2 separate regions of the Columba livia genome follow, and region 1 is linked to region 2. Evidence: chromatin contacts called from public Hi-C data. All regions are on one chromosome and are shown on one strand. Each heading gives the region's core, a stretch centred on a gene start, on an enhancer-like site or on the middle of the called end of the contact. The rest is flanking DNA. Distances are from core to core; before and after follow the strand shown.

The links. A called contact is a pair of places that touch in the nucleus more often than the background predicts.
Region 1: a Hi-C map of crop shows a contact between it and region 2, with 3 times the contacts expected there. The contact joins the promoter of AHR here to the enhancer-like site in region 2. A contact is called at or near these places in 2 of 2 Hi-C or Micro-C datasets (crop and liver).

Annotation. Positions count from the first base shown.
Region 1 is chr2:32,178,771-32,183,424 of bColLiv1.pat.W.v2, forward strand. AHR (aryl hydrocarbon receptor) reads left to right here and starts at 2,591. Exons shown (of 11, transcript XM_065051232.1): 1 at 2,591-2,735.
Region 2 is chr2:32,051,083-32,055,815 of bColLiv1.pat.W.v2, forward strand. The region is part of intron 1 of LOC110365086 (a long non-coding RNA gene); the gene reads left to right. Among named protein-coding and RNA genes, the nearest start is that of AGR3, 34 kb to the left of the region's middle. Within about 2 kb of position 1,754, at least 1 of the 3 cell types and tissues checked has an H3K27ac peak away from gene starts, as active enhancers do.

The DNA of each region.
Region 1 (4,654 bases), core at 1,341-3,840, 130 kb after region 2:
CAAGACCAAACATGTTGTTAAACCTGACAAAATATTACTTTGAAAAATAATAATAAAAAGAAAAGCTCAACAAAAAACTTATGCTGTAAAGGAAGCTCTAAGATTGCTGAATCATGGTTGTATAGTTTTTCCTTGTTTTACACTGAATATGAGCAAGATTTCTACTGTACCCAAATTATCAAATAAAAAAGAAAATACTGAGTCAATGGATTAGGCAAAGAGCGAGAACATCAGGAGAGGACAGATTAGCAAAAGGTGTGGATAATGTGATATAGAAATCTTGAGGTAACTGTGCTGAAGATCCGAAATCTCATATTAAATAGGTGCCTGACCCATAGGAGTGGATTTCCAATGGCAGGCAGCAGAGGCAACTGTACAGGTGTGGTTTCTGCCCAGCAACATGAGTTTTCCTTACTCTGTTTTCCAAATTAGGGAGTTGAATAGTTACCAAGTAACTCACTGGTGCCATATACATTGTCATGGCCCCAGAAGGGAGCTGGGAGATTAAGTCCATCATGGGAGGCTAAAGTCTACTTCCTTCTTCATGTAGTTGCCAGTAGATTGGGAGCTCGCAGATGAGACAGCATAGAAATGGGTGTCTCTGGCTGGATCCAAGTAGCACAAAAGCTCAAGAAAAAGTTGAGATACTGAGGTCCAGTGAAGCATAAGAGGTTGCCAAAGACTTTGTTCAATCTTAGTGAGGAAGTAAGAGACAGACTCGGAAGCAAACTAAAAATTAGAATAAAAGGAGCCTTAAACAATGCATATAAGTTTTCAGCTAAAAGATAGTGTAGGTAAAGAGAAGAATGAAAAAGAGCAGCCATTTATGTTGTGTATGGAGCGACCACAGCACACGTGTTGACAGAAAAAGAAACCAGTGAGCAGGAAGAGTCTAGGGGTGAGGAGGGTACAGAAAGGGACTGGAAAGTTTAGTCTGGAAGAAAGTGTGTGCTTGGACAGGTGGATGGGTTTGGAGTGAAGAAAATGCATTTTATCAGCCAATGGAACAATCTTCCCAGGGAAGTGGTGGATTCACCAACATTGGATACTTTTAAGCTTGTGCTGGACCATCTTGTCTAGACTTTGCTTTGCCGAGAAAGGTTGGACCAGACTATCCTTGTGGTTCCTTCAAACTTGATATCCTCTGATTCTATGATTTCTAGTTTCAACCGTGAAATCAAAAGAAGAAAGGGGGTGGAGAAGGGAAGGTAGTAAGGCATAGTGTACAGTACTGCCCACCTTTTTTCCAGGGTGCTGGCAAGATCTTGTAAGGGGAGAAGAAAGAGTGAAAGGGAAAGCGACTGAGGAGAGACAGATGCTAGAGAACAGTTGACATCCTCTGCAAAGGTGTTTGTCCAGGAGTTTAGCAGGAGTGTGACTGCAAGGCACTGCAAGGCACTGCAAGGCACCTCCTGAGGCATATGGTTCTTTTACTATATTTTCTCAAAAATTTTGTTTGCTGAAGACATATTTTTCAAAATATCATTTGATCAGCTCCTTGAATACTAGCATCGTTAAGGTTTAGGCAAATTAATTTTAACTGCATATTGTGGCTTCAGTGTACTTTGCATCTGGGATAGCCTGGCACGCAATTAAAGCCGAGCAATTAAACTGGTAAACAAGCGCGCGTTATGCTGCCTAATCCCAGCTGCGAGCGCCCGCGGAGGGGACCCGTGCGGCGGGACGCCCGGTACCGCAGACGCCGCAGCTGCCGGCTCTGGGAGAAGCTGCTGTACTGCGGTTGGCGGTGGCCGGGCTTTGCGCAATCCCGCGTTTTTACCGCACGGTGATACCTGGACCACCGCTTATCGCCTCCGTCAGCAGAGCGGGACAGCAGGGGTTGCATAACCGGGGCTCCAGCAAGCAGCGAGGGAAGGTGCGAGCTGGCGCAGCGCTGGCAGGCCGGGCAGGCGGACACCAGCACCACGGACACTGCTCAGCCTCCCGGCGGCCGGGAATGGGCGGCTGCGGGGGGACAGACCCGCGGGGGCCGGGACTGAGCCCGCAACTGCGGCGGCTCTCGGGCGGCTGGGCTCGGCCATCCCCCGGGACGCGGGTGCGTTTGAAGGGGAGAGAAGAGAGCTCTTCCCGGCTCTCGTCTCGGCCCTGACCGCGTACAACTTGTGTTTACACAGGGCGACTCCCAGGCTCCCAAACTGAGTGTTGAGACAAAATTTATTGCGGTTATTCCGGGGGAAGAGCTCTGCTGCTGAGAAGGGAAACAGAGGAAGAAAACGGGCGGGAGAAGTGGCGGCCGGTCAGAAAGGCACCGGGGCTCTTCTTGGATGGTTTTATTTGTCAGCTGTTTGGCAGCACCTCTTACTTTTTGCGAGGCTGCTCCTTTCCTTTAAAATAAGTGTTTAGCTTAAAATGTCAGTGTAATAACTCAGGGATTAAAACCCCAATGAGATATGAACCACGTCCGCGTCCAGTAAGCCCCGTCGGTCCTCTCAGTGCTCAGCGAGTGCAACCTTGCCCCGAGGAGTTCTTTACTTTCCCAGGTGTCCTGCTGTTCTTGTCCCTGGCGGTGCCTGTCCACCTCTCCCGCCGCGGGCACTCCTACCCTGGGCTCCCTCCCACCCCTGTTTTTGGCGATCGCGTATTATTTCTGGTTTCTCTGCTGGGCGATCTCCGGCCGTGACGGCTTCAGACCAGGGGGCGCAGGAAGCAGGGGAGGCGGCAGCGCTGGGGTGGAGGGGTGACAGACACAGAGGTAGTGTCATCGTGCCACTGAGGTAGTGTTATTTTTCTTTCCAAACTGAACGCTGTGACTTCTTTTTTCCCCCGGTTATTTTTTGTTACTAGGGCTACATGGGCGCTTGGAGCTGACCTTCCTTCTCACTTTGCTGCGGGAGCCCCCTGCGCACCCCTCCCCGGCCAGCCCAGGCTCGGGCTTTTCCCCTCATCCCGAGCCGCTCTGTCGCTGTCCCCCCGGGGACGCCGGGCGGCGCCCCCCCCGCTGCCGCGCCGGTCCTCCCTCTCCTCGCGTGACCTTCTCAACATGGCGGCGCGGCCGCCCCCTCCTCCCTCCGCCCCGCCGCCGCGAGGGGCCTCCTCGGCGATGGGGCGGCGGCGGCCGTCAGCCGGGCGGGGCGGGAGGCGGCCGGGGGAGCGCGGCGGCGGCGGGAGGAGCGGGCGCGGGGCTGGGCCGGGGCGGGGCGGCCCGGCGCCGCGCACACTGACAGGCGCTCGGCCAGCAGACGGCGGCCGCGCCGGGGTGCAGAGGCCGCCGCGCACCCGCCCGCCGCCGCAAAGGGAGCCGGCCGGGAGACGGCGTCGCCTCGGCGGGGAGACGCGGGGCGAGCGGCGCTGTGGAAAGCCCCGGCCGCCCCCACACCTGTGCCCTCCGGGGGCGGCGAGTGGGTGTACCCGCCGCCGATCACCTGGGATCCCCGCCCCGTAGCGCCTCCGCCTCCTGTCCTCGCCCGGCTGGGGAAGGCGCCGCTGCTGCGAGCGGACAAGGGAGCGAGCTGCGGGCGGCCTCAGGCAGCAGGGCCGGGGCCCGCGGGCGAGGCGAGGCGAGCGCTGCGGCGCCGCTTGGGGCTCGACCCCTCTCGGCAGCCGGGGTGAGGTGGGCAGTCGGGCGGCGGCCGCCGGCTGGCGGAGCCTGCGGTGCGGGGTGCTGAAGCCGCGGCAGGATGAACCCCAATGTCACCTACGCCAGTCGCAAGCGGCGGAAACCTGTGCAGAAAATGTAAGCGGCCCTGCGGGACGGGAGGGAGAGAGGCTGGCGGGGACTGCGGAAGGGGACCGGCTCCCGGCGGCTCGCCGTCCTGCGCGCACCGCGCGGCGGAGGCCCGGCGAGGGTGGCCGGGAGAGGTGGTGCCTTGAGGTGCCGGCGGGGTTTTTATTTGTGATAGCTTTTTTCCTTTTTTTTTTTTTTTTCCTTAAGAAAAAAGAAAGAGTATCGAGGCGGGGAGGGTCGTGGCGGTGGAAGGAGGGAGCGGTGCCGGCAGCGCGGCGCAGCCGGCTGACCTAGATTGGAAGGCATCTGAGGTGACGGCTCCCGAGCGGTGGCTGCGCTCACCCCACCGGAGTGGGTCCCGCCCGTGGTGGCCGCGGCGCTCCCGCTTGCGCGCAGGGCGCTCCGCGCCGCACCGCTTCTCTCCGCGCCGCGCCGCTCCGCTACGCGCCGCGCCGCTCCGCTACGCGCCGCGCCGCACCGCACCGCTTCTCTCCGCGCCGCGCCGCCCCGCACCGCGCCGCTACGCGCCGCGCCGCTACGCGCCGCGCCGCACCGCTTCTCTCCGCGCCGCGCCGCACCGGTCCGCTACGCGCCGCGCCGCACCGCTCCGCTACGCGCCGCGCCGCGCCGCACCGGTCCGCTACGCGCCGCACCGCTCCGCTACGCGCCGCGCCGCACCGCTCCGCTACGCGCCGCGCCGCTCCGCTACGCGCCGCGCCGCACCGCTCCGCTACGCACCGCGCCGCGCCGCGCCGCACCGCTTCGCTACGCGCCGCGCCGCGCCGCACCGCTCCGCTACGCGCCGCGCCGCGCCGCACCGCTCCGCTACGCGCCGCACCGCTCCGCTACGCGCCGCGCCGCACCGCTTCGCTACGCGCCGCGCCGCGCCGCACCGCTCTGCTACGCGCCGCACCGCTCTGCTACGCGCCGCGCCGCGCCGCACCGCTCCGCTACGCGCCGCACCGCTCC
Region 2 (4,733 bases), core at 504-3,003:
TGGATGAGCTGGAGGACAGCTGAGCCCTGCGTGGACTCATCATATGGTCATTTAAGCCTGGCAGCACCTCAGCAGGGCTGTGCGTCTGGTCATATGGCGTCACCTCTGAGCTGCATACAGATCTGATATCATGACTGGGCAGCCCCTTGCTCCAAACATTAATAAGAGAGACTGTTATAGTAACAAAGGACGTTTTGAAGTCCTATGAGTTTATGATAAAAGTGCAAATGTTGAAAGGCTTGGGAAGCATACTTAGAAGAAAGTAAAAGTTTGACACTTTAAAAAAAGCAGGATTTAAAGTTTTGAATCACAAATTCTTGAAATCTACTTCTTTCTGTACCATTCTTGCTTTGGCCTTGATGAATCACAGCCTGTCCTGTTTTCAGATGTGGACAGAAATTTCTAGCATCCTTTTATATCCAATCAAAATAAATCTTACGCATGCCACTTGCATTCTCTCTGAAATATCTAATATTAGGATTCTTTGCTCATAAGATCAAAGCTATGCATTTTAAACAGAGAAACAAAATAAAAGAGAGAATATTGCAGATGAAATGAGTTGTTCATTCTTTTTGTAGTCAAAGACCTGAGACAGAAAGCTTAATTGATTTTGTAAGACATTTTCTGCCACTGCAGCCACAGTAAATGACATTTAATTGAATAAGGTACAATAATGAAAAAAAGATAAAAGAATGGTTGGTCAGAAAAGTGAATGCATTTTTTTCTCTTTTCTACACTAGGGAAACAGGAACTGGACAGTGATGAAGAAAAACATCTTAAGGGAACAGATTTGTTAACTTCATAACTTCTAGAATATTTTACATCTTTAAAGAACAAATGTTTACTGCTGTACAAGAATCAGCTACGAATTTTTTTCAGCTTTGAACAAGGAAGTTTTATGGTTTGTGAGTGGAGAAAGCAAGACATAGAGGGGTAAAAATACTTTGTAACCATACCACAATAGGGAACTAAGAAGTGAATTATAGTTTTCTAAACCTGGAAATATTTGTAATCAAACATAATCAGTTTATTTGCAGGTAGCGGGAATTTGTTTGTATAAAGAATTCCCTGTAATCTGATAGAGAAACTAGCAATGCGTGCTTTCTTTAAAATGAAACTGCATGCTCTTGGCTTAGCTTGTTATGTCTTATGATGTACCTTTACAATGAGGATGTTTTGTGTTTCTTAACAGTAAATTATAATATGCCTTCTCAGCTGAGAGCGATTTCCCACCCTCTTGTCAAAAGGTCAAAAATAGACTGGAAATTTCCATACTGATGAGGAAACCTTAAAACAAAAAATGGCATAGGTGGGGTAGCACGAAATGTATGTTGTTGTCACGGGCTCTTAGCCAGACCTGTTCTGAGCTGATCCTACCTTGTTTTTTTTTCTCCCCTCCTCTCTCCTTTCTCATATTTTTCTTTTTTCCCATTCTTCATTGCTCCAAACCTAAAGATGCCCAGATATGAAATGCTGCCAGTCAGGGTTCCCAAGCTTCAAAGGGATCTCTCATCAGCAGAGACAGAGGCTCTTTTGTGTAGCTGTTGGAGAGTGGCTCTGGCTGCTTCCGCACAGGCAGGGAACTCCGGAGCTTCTCTTCACTCCAGCCTCTCACTGCACCATCTGGATGTCGCAGGGGTTTTTTTGTATGTTTTCCCCAAGGGTGCAGACGAAGTATGACTGCAGTCAGTGCAATGGTCTGCAGGGAGATGTCATTCTACATGACTGAATGCAAAGAAACAGGTATCTGCATTTCAGCGCCTTGTGTGAGGAAGCCTCTCCCCAAAAGGTGCTCTTGTGTTTTGTTGTCTCTGACCAGTCTTAAAACTATAGGAAACAAATGCTAAACTTCTGCTGAGAATTAATCACAAAATGGAGTCCATGGGTATAATAATAGAAAAACTGTGAAAAAATAAATTAAATAGAATTAATGCTAAAATCTTTAATTTACTACCATTGTCATGAGGTTCTGAGGGTCAGGAGATACTGCTGTGCTTTCTGAGAGGTGTCTGGGATTTTACAGAACTGTCAGCTTGATTTCACAGCCTTTTCTCTATTTTTCCATGCCCTGCTCTGTGAAAATGTGAGTGCAAAGTTCTGCTCTGCTGACAGGTCAGGTTAATACCCACTTACCAAGGTGCAAACAATGTGTCAAATACAAGAACCAAGGAGGGGTGACCCTTCCCTTTCGAGCAAGTGATATGAAATGGGTGAGAAGGCAAAGGAAGAGCAGTCACAGTGAGTCAAGCCTCTGATCTGTTTAACTAAGTATTTTACCAGCTAAGGTTGCTAGCAGGGAATACTTAACAAGAATATAGAAAATAGGGTAAAAACAGAAAGTGTCTTTCTGTAATACCATCCATCAGCTGGGAGAGTGGGAAGAGAGTCACTGAATGAGGCTGGAAAAGTCCTCTTGTATCTCTTGCAGTGAAGAATTTTAAATTGTCTGTGATTTACTCTCATGCAGAAAGATAGTTTTTATCAATGGCTTTGCAAAAGGCAAACTTACATTTACTTTCTCCTCTCTTTCTGGAAGCTGAAGTTTAGCATCACTTCCCTCTGGGGCCAGAGGCTCCTCGAGAAGGGCGCAGTGTCTTTCTGTGTGTCCGCAGCAGAGCGCCAGTTCTCTCTGGGGCTTTCACACACTCACATTCACTGCTGTTTCTTCCGCTTCACGTGCCCAGAAGATCTTACCTCTGGTCAGAGTTTCATGGTATCCATGGCTCTCTAGATCGTGTGTCTGGGGTTTCTGTTTTTTTCTGCAGGCCTGTGGGACTCGGACTGTAGGAGCGAAGTTGATGGGTGAGACAGAAAGAGCTTTCTGTGCTGACTTAGAAGATTTCTGATGACTAATAAAGCTGAGCATTCATTTTTGAGAAAGAAACAACAATCTGGAGAAAGAAAACCCTCCTGGGGATCTCTTGTCACATTCTTTGTGTATCTGAGAGACCTGTGAAACTGTAAACCTGGTGAGGACTTCACCTTCCCTGCTCAAAGAGAAGTAAAGCAGAGGCTTGCAAAGTTTCTTGCAGTAGTTTCTTGGGATATTATTACATTTTTTCCACAGGTTTTAATGAGAGGATGCAATGTGGGATGCACTTTCTAAGGTCCTAACTCAAAGAGAAACTAAAAAGATGTGCTGTGAGTCACTTTATAAAAATACTTTCAGATGCTCTAGAGAAAATGCTCCTAGAACATCTGACCACTGAACAAAAGACCATATTGAGCCTAAATAGGCACAGACTTTTTACACTTTGTGGCTAAAAGATTCAAAGGGCACAGAAAGACACAACCAAAGGCAGAGCTGGGCAGTACAGCAAGGAGAGGGTTTGGCTGACAGTGCATTGTACAGTGGGCACAAAATGGTGCAGCTCTTTGCCTTCACCAGGCAGCACTCCAGCATATTAACATCTTTTATTCAGCATTTAACAAGATCATCGCTGTGTCATGGCTGCATTTCTGTGTGATGCCAGTCTGACACTACCTCAGGGTAGAAATGCTCTAAGTATACCACAAATGTACTTAACAATAATGGAAAATCCTTTTGCAAGCTGGAGAATAATGCACTCAGAGCAGAAGAGCTGCTCTGGTGGCCCCAAGGTGATGTCTCCCAGAGCAGCCGGAAAGGTGAATGCACAACAGCAGCAGTGTTTTACAATAATCTATGTGAAAAGAAACAGAATGACAGGACTGGAGGCTACAGTGAAAACAGATGAGATTTTTTTCCCTAGTGCTAGTGATAGTGAAACATTCTGTCAGACTTTTATTGAAAATACATGTTTTGATGAGAAAAAAAAAAAGTAGTTTTATTCTTTCCCTATCTTTTTTTCATCTGTTGTCATTTGGAGAATAGATTATTTTTGTCTTTAAGAGCTTTTGCACAAATGGTAAAGTTGATTCATAAATAAAGGAAATAGGCATATTCATTTTCCTTATAATATATCTCACTGTCCAAAGTAACTGAGATCTTTTCTCCATTGCTTTCACTGGGACATATTTGTAGTTGGATGAACAGCAAACCCAACTGCAGCATGGAACCTTTATAGTGTAAGGGGCTGGGAAGCATTTTGAAAGGTGGTTAAGGTCACAACATGTCATGTGTTGTTCAGCAACACCTTGGAGCCAAGGAGTCTCTTACTCTGTGATTCAGCTCCTCCCAGGTATGTGTCTTGGCTGTCTCCCAGCTCTGCAGCAAGACCTGGGCATGCACCAGCCCCAGCAAGCTGTGCTTGCTTATCCATGGGGTGCAACTGTTGGGGCTGAGGCTGTGAGGGTGCCATGATATGTCACATGCTGTCTGGACACCTGGGAAACCTATGCAGAGGGTGGGGATGGGATAAGAAAGGTACTGCAGAAAGCAGAGGCAAGATATAGCCTCACATTGTCTACAGCCTAAGCATTAATGTAAAACAAAGGCTGAGACCTATCATACAAGTGGCTCCAAGTAACTGGTATCAGAGCCTCTGAAAGGTACTCCTTTCTCCACCTTCCTCTCTCTCAGAAAATATAAAATGATTATCAGCCAACAGTGGACATTGCCAGGCCAGGGAATTTCAAATACTGACAAAATCTCTATTACCCAGATCACCTTGGCCCAGCAGAGCTGACTGGGGAGACCCCTCTATGGATGGGGCCAATATTATTCAATATATTCATTAATGATTTGGACGAGTGAATAGAGTGTACTGTCAGCAAGTTTGCTGATGACACCAAGCTGGGAGGAGTGGCTGACA